Regions from separate parts of the Mus musculus genome. Here region 2 is linked to region 1. A link is a contact called in public HiChIP or PLAC-seq data. All regions are on one chromosome and are shown on one strand. The core of a region is the stretch at or near the end of the contact, and the rest is flanking DNA. Distances in the headings are between cores, read along the strand shown.

Evidence for each region. HiChIP or PLAC-seq counts read pairs in DNA pulled down with a chosen protein or histone mark.
Region 2: an H3K27ac HiChIP or PLAC-seq map of epiblast stem cells shows a contact between it and region 1. The contact joins two enhancer-like sites. A contact is called at or near these places in 1 of 15 datasets of contacts at CTCF or cohesin (the NIH/3T3 cell line), 6 of 484 Hi-C or Micro-C datasets (embryonic stem cells and nephron progenitors), 11 of 115 datasets of contacts at active chromatin or transcription factors (embryonic stem cells, epiblast stem cells and pancreatic cancer cells) and 1 of 9 other capture datasets (embryonic stem cells).

What each region holds. Positions count from the first base shown.
Region 1 is chr1:88,455,569-88,459,358 of GRCm38.p6, reverse strand. The region is part of intron 1 of Gm29538 (predicted gene 29538); the gene reads left to right. Among named protein-coding and RNA genes, the nearest start is that of Gm28888, 2.7 kb to the left of the region's middle. Within about 2 kb of position 2,463, at least 25 of the 459 cell types and tissues checked have an H3K27ac peak or open chromatin away from gene starts, as enhancers often do. A contact at or near this core is called in epiblast stem cells, where this site is marked.
Region 2 is chr1:88,606,830-88,610,381 of GRCm38.p6, reverse strand. No RefSeq gene overlaps it. Among named protein-coding and RNA genes, the nearest start is that of Gm41912, 39 kb to the right of the region's middle. Within about 2 kb of position 1,926, at least 17 of the 459 cell types and tissues checked have an H3K27ac peak or open chromatin away from gene starts, as enhancers often do. A contact at or near this core is called in epiblast stem cells, where this site is marked.

The DNA.
Region 1 (3,790 bases), core at 1,214-3,713:
ACATTGTGCCTCATGGCTGCTACTCTGAGAGGTGTATAAAAACTCGCTGATCTTTCAATCCTTTGTGTGCAGGGTGATGCCAACATGCTGGAACAATAAAAATTCCTCTTGCTTTTGCATCGGTTCCCAGCTCCCCGTTGTTCACTTGGGGATGGGTCTTGCCAGAGTTAAGGCTTGCCAGAGTCTTACACTGGTGTACACCATGCGATACATTCCCACCACAGCTCCCACCCCTGTGAATTCTGCCACTCTTTCCCTATCATGATGGACTGAAGCTAGTCAGAAACCATGAGCCAAACTGAATCCTTCCTCCCTTAAGTGGTTCTGTAACGTATTTGGTCACAGCGATGAGAGACGCAAGTAACACCAGGCCTCTGTCCATTCCCACGGTCACTGCTCTAAGCCACAGTCCTGACATCTTTCTCCCAGATTACTGCATCAACCTTATGACTGCTCTTTCCCACAGCCTCCCCTTCCCACAATCCCAGAGCCAGGGATTTTTGATATGCAAATCTGATCATGTCATTTCCACACTTAAAATATTTTAATGGCTCCTCGCTGCCTAGAGTAACGTTCAAATTCTTTACCCCAAATTATAAGGTCATTCATAATGGAACATGGATGAAAGATTTATATCACTGCTCCCTGTGAGCCGACTTGCTGTCCTCTCCATACTCAGGCAAATTCTAAAGCAGGTCACCTGACCTAAGCTATGCAGCTGCTCAGGGCTCCGAGGGGCCTTGGAAGTAGAAGCTGAGAACATCTGATCTAACAAGTTGCTGAAGAACGAAGAGACAGGGCTCCGATCCCCTACTTCCAAATACAGTGGGACCTGACCCTTGGCTTTAGCTGCCCAGTAATTCCAGACAGCATTGCCACGTGGGTCCATGGCCTTGGAACATGGCCACAGAGAGACATCACTCTGGTTGGTGCCCACAGCTACCAAAGACAAATCAAAGCCATTGCTTGAAGAGCTTGTATAATTGCTTCAGATGTAGGTGAAGGCACAGGTGTGATTTCAAACTGTTCATAAACACAGCTTGTGTATCTAGACCCTACCCTTTCCTTTGGATAAAATAAACACAAGTTCCCTTTCTCAGGCATATATGATACCCACATTTAGATACCCTCTTTCTTCTTAATCTACCAGTTCTTATTCTGTATGTGCTTCATTAGTAGAGAAACTGAAGCCAGAGAGCTTAAGTAACAAGTACACACCAGGAGTTAGTGGAAGGGGCAGGGAAAGAAACTTGGGCTTCCCTGGTACTAAGCCTCAGCAAGTAACCACTGTATGACTAAGGCTCTTTAGAAAGGAAGCAGGTTGGGGGCTGGCTCAGTGGCTAAGTGCACTAGCTGCTTTTCCACAGGACCTGGGTTCAGTTCCCAGCACCCATATGACAACACATGACAATCTGAAATCCCAGTTCCAAAAGAATCCAGTCTGTGATTACTACACACATGGGGTACACAGGCATACATGCAGGCAAATACACATACACACAAAATAGATAAGTCCAATGAGAAAGGAAGCAGGTGTCTCAGGCAGGACTTTATGGAAGCGGAGTTTGAGTCAGAAATTCAGGCCCACATAATGGAGTAACTTTCGGGGACCTAGACTTGAGATGGGATTCCAACCAAAGGAATGTAACTGGGTAATGAATATGGAAAGCGGCTTTCTTGATTAGCTGATATTACGTAAGACTGTCATAGTGAACTGGGAAGAAGTGATTCTCCTGCTGGCCTGGAAGCAACAGCCAGCTGCTGCTGCTGCTGCTGCTCCTGCTCCTGCTCCTGCTCCTGCTCCTCCTTTTCCTTCTTCTTCTTCTCTTCTTCTTCCTCCTCCTCCTCCTTCTTCTTTTTTCATTTTTTTTCATTGGATATTTTCTTTATTTACATTTTAAATGTTATTCCCTTTCCCCATTCCACCCCCACCCCCCACCCCGTGGAAACCCCCTATCCCATCCTCCCTCCCCCTGCTTCTATGAGGGTGTTACTCCACCCACCCACTCCCACCTCCCCACCCTCGGTTCCCCTACACTGGGTCATCTATTGAGCCTTCATAGGACCAAGGACCTCTCCTCCTATTGATGACAAGGCCATCCTCTGCAACGTATGCAGCTGGAGCCATGTGTATGCCTTTGTTGATGGCTTAGTCCCTGGGAGCTCTTAGGGGACTGGTTGGTTGATATTGTTGTTCTTCCGGTGGGGTTGCAAACCTCTTCCAACTCCTTCGGTCCTTTCTCTTTTTTTTTTTTTTTTTTTTCGGTCCTTTCTCTAACTCCTCTATTGGGGACCCCGCGCTCAGTCCAGTGGTTGGCTGCGAGCATCTGGCTCTGTATTTGTACGGCTCTGGCAGGGCCTCTCAGGAGACAGCCATATCAGACTCCTTTCAGCATAACAGCCAGCTTCTTAAGGCCTCTGGAGAGGGTTCCATTGTGGTTAAGGAGGTATGGCATGCTCTTAGGGAGCGCCCTCTGCTGGCAGGAAGCAGTAAAATAGAAACCTCAGCCATTACAGGCACTAGGTCAGTACAGAGCAGGATGAAGGAGAGACAACTAGGGGGCAGGGTCTTCCTCTATCCACCCCTAGATTACAGTTCTGTGAAACCCTGTCTACCCATCCTTCGAAAGCGTAAGGCGACGGCTATGTAGCTTTTAGTCTACCAAGCCTATTAAGTTTGTTATTCTCAAGGGAAAATTAGCACGGGGTGACACCGAACACTGGGTTAGATCTGTGAATCGCGGGCTAATGAACATGTATGTATACTTAAATATATTCCAGAAACCCAAGGGCTATTATTATACCTGTAGGAAAAGGAATTAGAAAACTATTGTCTAGCATGGCACAATGAGTCTGCTGAGAATAACCTGTAATTAACTGCAGCCGAGTTCATTCTGGGATTCCTTACAAGGCTCCCCACACACACCATTTCCAGCCGGCGTGGACACCAGCATTCAGCTCAGAACAAGCTGCAACCACACTTTGGCTCTCTAATTTGTTAATAAAATCATCTATCTCCCATCTCCAATGATTGTGCTACTGTTTTATAGCATAATTATTCTGGCCCTGGATTTTAGTGGTAGGAAACGGCCCATGGCTTTTTTTTTTTGGATTGGTGTTGCATGTTCTATTGTGAGATTGTTAGTTGAGGCCAAGGGGAAGACAGTGGAGGCTTGGGGAAAACCAGTGTTTCAGAGCTCACAGATATCTAGAGGCAAGAGGGAGTGTCTTGAGGCAGACTCACATGGAGAAGCTACCCTAGGAGAATGGGATAAGGGGAAAGCTTGGCCGAAGCCTGCATTCTGACTTCCATGGATAAGGAAGGCAGGGCAGCAGGAAAATGTGTGACTGGCTAGCTGGATCACTGCACCAGCTCTGGACTGGAGGAGTGGCCCCCAGCTGCTCCTGGCACTAGGCTGGATCAGACAGGAATACCGTCCCCAGGTCCTATGTGCAGACAGGGAAGGTCACTCTGGGTGAAGCCGGTACATAGCAGAGATACAGCTGTACTCTGTGTCTTCTTTAAGAATGGGCAAGCCCTGACAGGACCACTGCCTCCCCAGACCCAGCAGAGGAGCATCACCACTTTCACAAACTTGAAAATGGCCTGTTGTTCAAAGGAAACACATTGCAAGCTCCCAGTTCAAACAAAGGTGGGCTGGCTGCATTTTAAATGCCTTCATCTCATTTCTCACTTAAAAAAAAAAATCCATAAAAACGACACTGGAGACAGTGGTCTGTGGTGGAGGTCTGGCCTGGCATGCACAGAGCCCTGGGTTCAACCCCCAGT
Region 2 (3,552 bases), core at 677-3,176, 150 kb before region 1:
CCTGTGTGGTAGGCAAGCTCTCAATCAACTAAGCCACACCCTTCGGCTCCTCCTCCTCCTAAAATCTTAATCAGGAATCCTGACTTTTCATTTTTAATTTTTCATCAGGACACTCATTGCTAATCTCCTAGAGAGCCCTACTAGTAGTCAGATCACAAGGTAGACTTTCAAAATCAGAATTTTTGTGTCCCTCAGGTGGTTGGTGGCATTGTCCTGGCAATGCTCAGCCTTTGGTTGATGGTTTTTGTTGTTGTTTGTTTGTTGTTTTTGCTATAGATGAAGATTTCCAACTGCTCTGTTGGAATTTAGCTGCTGTTGTAACAGCCTAAAGAAGTAGGTAAACGGATACCCTGTCAGAAGAACAATAGCTCAGAGCAAGGGCTTCTGAGCTGTTCTTTGCATTTGCTGGCTGCCCTTCCTCCCCTGTAGTCAGCAGGGGAAGGGGGTGGGTGTTGGGAGTTGAGGGCTCACTGGGTGCTGAATTGCAACATGACCTAGCCTTCAGAACAGTAAAAAATAAATGGGTCCATCCAATAGCTGCCTGTGAGCATCCACTTCTGTGTTTGCCAGGCCCCAGCATAGCCTCACAAGAGACAGCTATATCAGGGTCCTTTCAGCAAAATCTTGCTGGCGTATGCAATGCTGTCTGCGTTTGGAGGCTGATTATGGGATGGGTCCCCAAGGTGCGGCAGTCTCTAGCCGGTCCATCCTTTGGTCTCAGCTCCAAACTTTGTCTCTGTAACTCCTTCCATGGGTGTGTTGTTCTCAATTCTAAGAAGGGGCAAAGTGTCCACACTTTGGTCTTCGTTCTTCTTACGTTTCATGTGTTTTGCAAATTGTATCTTGGGTATTTCAATGGAGGAGCTAGAGAAAGTACCCAAGGAGCTAAAGGGGTCTGCAACCCTATAGGTGGAACAACATTATGAACTAACCATTACTCCCAGAGCTCTTGTCTCTAGCTGCATACGTAGCAGAAGATGGCCTAGACAGCCATCACTGGGAAGAGAGGCCCCTTGGTCTTGCAAAATTTATATGCCCCAGTACAGTGGAATGCCAGGGCCAAGAAGTGGGAGTGGGTGGGCAGGGTATGGGGGGACTTTTGGGATAGCATTTGAAATGTAAATGAAGAAAATACTAATAAAAAATGGGAAAAAATAAACGGGTCTTCTTTATAAATTCCGCAGTCTATGCTATTCTAACAGGAAACAGACTGTGATGTAAAATAAGCATTTGGACTTTTCGGGGCAGGTAGTACGACTAGAACATCTCTTTCCCTAGGTAGGTTGTTAAGGTTTTGTCTTTTACTGTGTATTGTAATGCTAAGCTCAGGGGTGGGGGTGGGGCAAACGCTGGAGTTTGCACTTAGCCTCTGTGATACTGCCTCAAGTTAATTTTGATTGGTGGATAAAGACACTGGCAGCCAGTAGCTGGGCAGAAGAGAGATAGGCAGGGTTGAATTTTCAGGCTTGGGTCCGAGGGAGAACCGTGAGAAGAAAAAGACGCCACTATGGGATAGAAGAAGAATGTAGGGGAGAGGAGAAAGGAGAGCAGCCATGGGCCGAGGGACAAGAGAACATGGCCCACAGGGCTGCCCAATTAGAGCGAAGAGCAGCCCAGATGAAACATAGCAAGAGATAATGGGGTTACGGATAGAAAGTAGATTCTAACAACATGGAGGGCAGGTAGGTGCCCAGCTATTGTGCTGCTTAAGACATATTTTAAAAGGTAAAGGCTATGCGTATGTCTTTCATCCGAAAACATAAGTGGTCTAAGGCAGGAAGAAACCCCCACTCCGGGATTTTTTTAAATATTCATTACTACAGTAGGTCATAGAAACTCTCCATTCCCGACCTCTCTACACCTCCCATCTGGCTGCTATCACTACCTCCTTACGTACTCCCCACCCCCACACATCTTGGAGCTGAGCTTAAGGAATTTCTCTCAGCATAAATTATGTCAACAGAACCTCCTCATTCCAGAGGGTCCTGCCCCACACCCCGGTGGAAGAATGCCACCCAGAGACTGAGAAGAATCTGAACCAACTGGCTTTGCTGGGATCCGCACCCAGCTCAGTAGAGACAATGGCTGTGCATTGAAGTCTCCAGGAAAGGGCTCGAGGACAGGGGGTTCTGAGAGCCTTCGAACTGGCTCTGTGCACCCCAGGAGTCTCTGAATTCAGAAGCAAGGGAATCTCTGAGGCCTGTGAACCATCCAACTATGTTAGTTGGGTCCGGGGAGAGTGAAGGGAACTCATTTTGCAGCCACTGGGTAGAAAGAGCAGGTAGAAATAGCATGGCCCTGCATGGCTTTGAGATGAGGGACAATGTTGGGGACAACCAACACCTGCACCAACACCCCCATCCCACCCCCAAGAGGGCTCTGCTTATTCTGCTGGGAATGACATGTGACAGGACTTTTTTTTTTAAAAGGAAAAACAACAACAATAACTTGGTCTGTGCCTATTGCATAGTTTTCTTAAGCTCACATGTTGGTTGAGGAATTGGTATGGTTTGGATAAATGTTCTCCAAGCCCCATGTGTTAAATGAAGGCTTGGTCCCAGTCTGTGTTTAGGAGATGGCAGAATGAGAGGTTTTTTCTTTTTAGACCATTGGGGTTATGACCTCAAAAGAGACAGCAGGTCCCTGGTCCCTTCCTTTCTTTCTCTTTTGCTTTCAGGACACATGGAGTTAGCCACATACTCTCAACAATGTGGTTTTGACATACTACAGGCCCCCAAACATATACTGGTCAACCATTGAAGTCTCCAGAAATGTTGAGCCTAACTGACCCTTTCTCCTTATAAGTTGGTTGTTCCTGGAGTCTTGACAATAGCGGAAAGCTAAAATAAGAACACGTGTATTTATAAACCACAGTAAAGGAATGTTCTGTCTCAAAGTTGGGCCCTACAATGTGTCCCAAGCTGGTCTTGAACTCACAGCAGTCCTGCCTCAATCCCTTCAAGGCTGGACTTACAGCTATGAGATATTATATCTGGCCAAATGAAAAACAACTTTATTGGATAGTTCTGTATTCCGGGGAACCTCATGAGAGTGTCAATACTCTACTCCACTGTTCATCACGGAGGTGGGCATTCAGGGCCTTCTTTTGTTGTTATTTCACACACCACACACACACACACACACACACACACACACACACACACACACCTCTTTTCTGAGTTAGCCAGTTCCAGTTCAGAATTTCCTGAGTGACTGAGTTGCTAGTCTGTATAACTGGGAATAGGTGGGTGGCCTTGACCAGTTTGGGCTGTCCCCATGATTTCCTTCTGTCCGGCATGTCGTGGGCATGTGACCCCCTGGCTTCACCTGGCTTGTTAGGCTGTAATTATGACTGAGCATGTGGTAGAGGAACTGCTTCTGGGGTCCATCACATTCCCTTGCTCAGCAGATAGATCCTTCCATGCAACTCTGAAGAAAGAGCAATTTCCTCACTAACATACCTGCACAGTCTCTGTCTGAAGTCAGGGTATTGTGACAAGCTCCTGGGATTTCCTTCACATAAGGCATAAAGTTATCACAGGTTGATAAGGA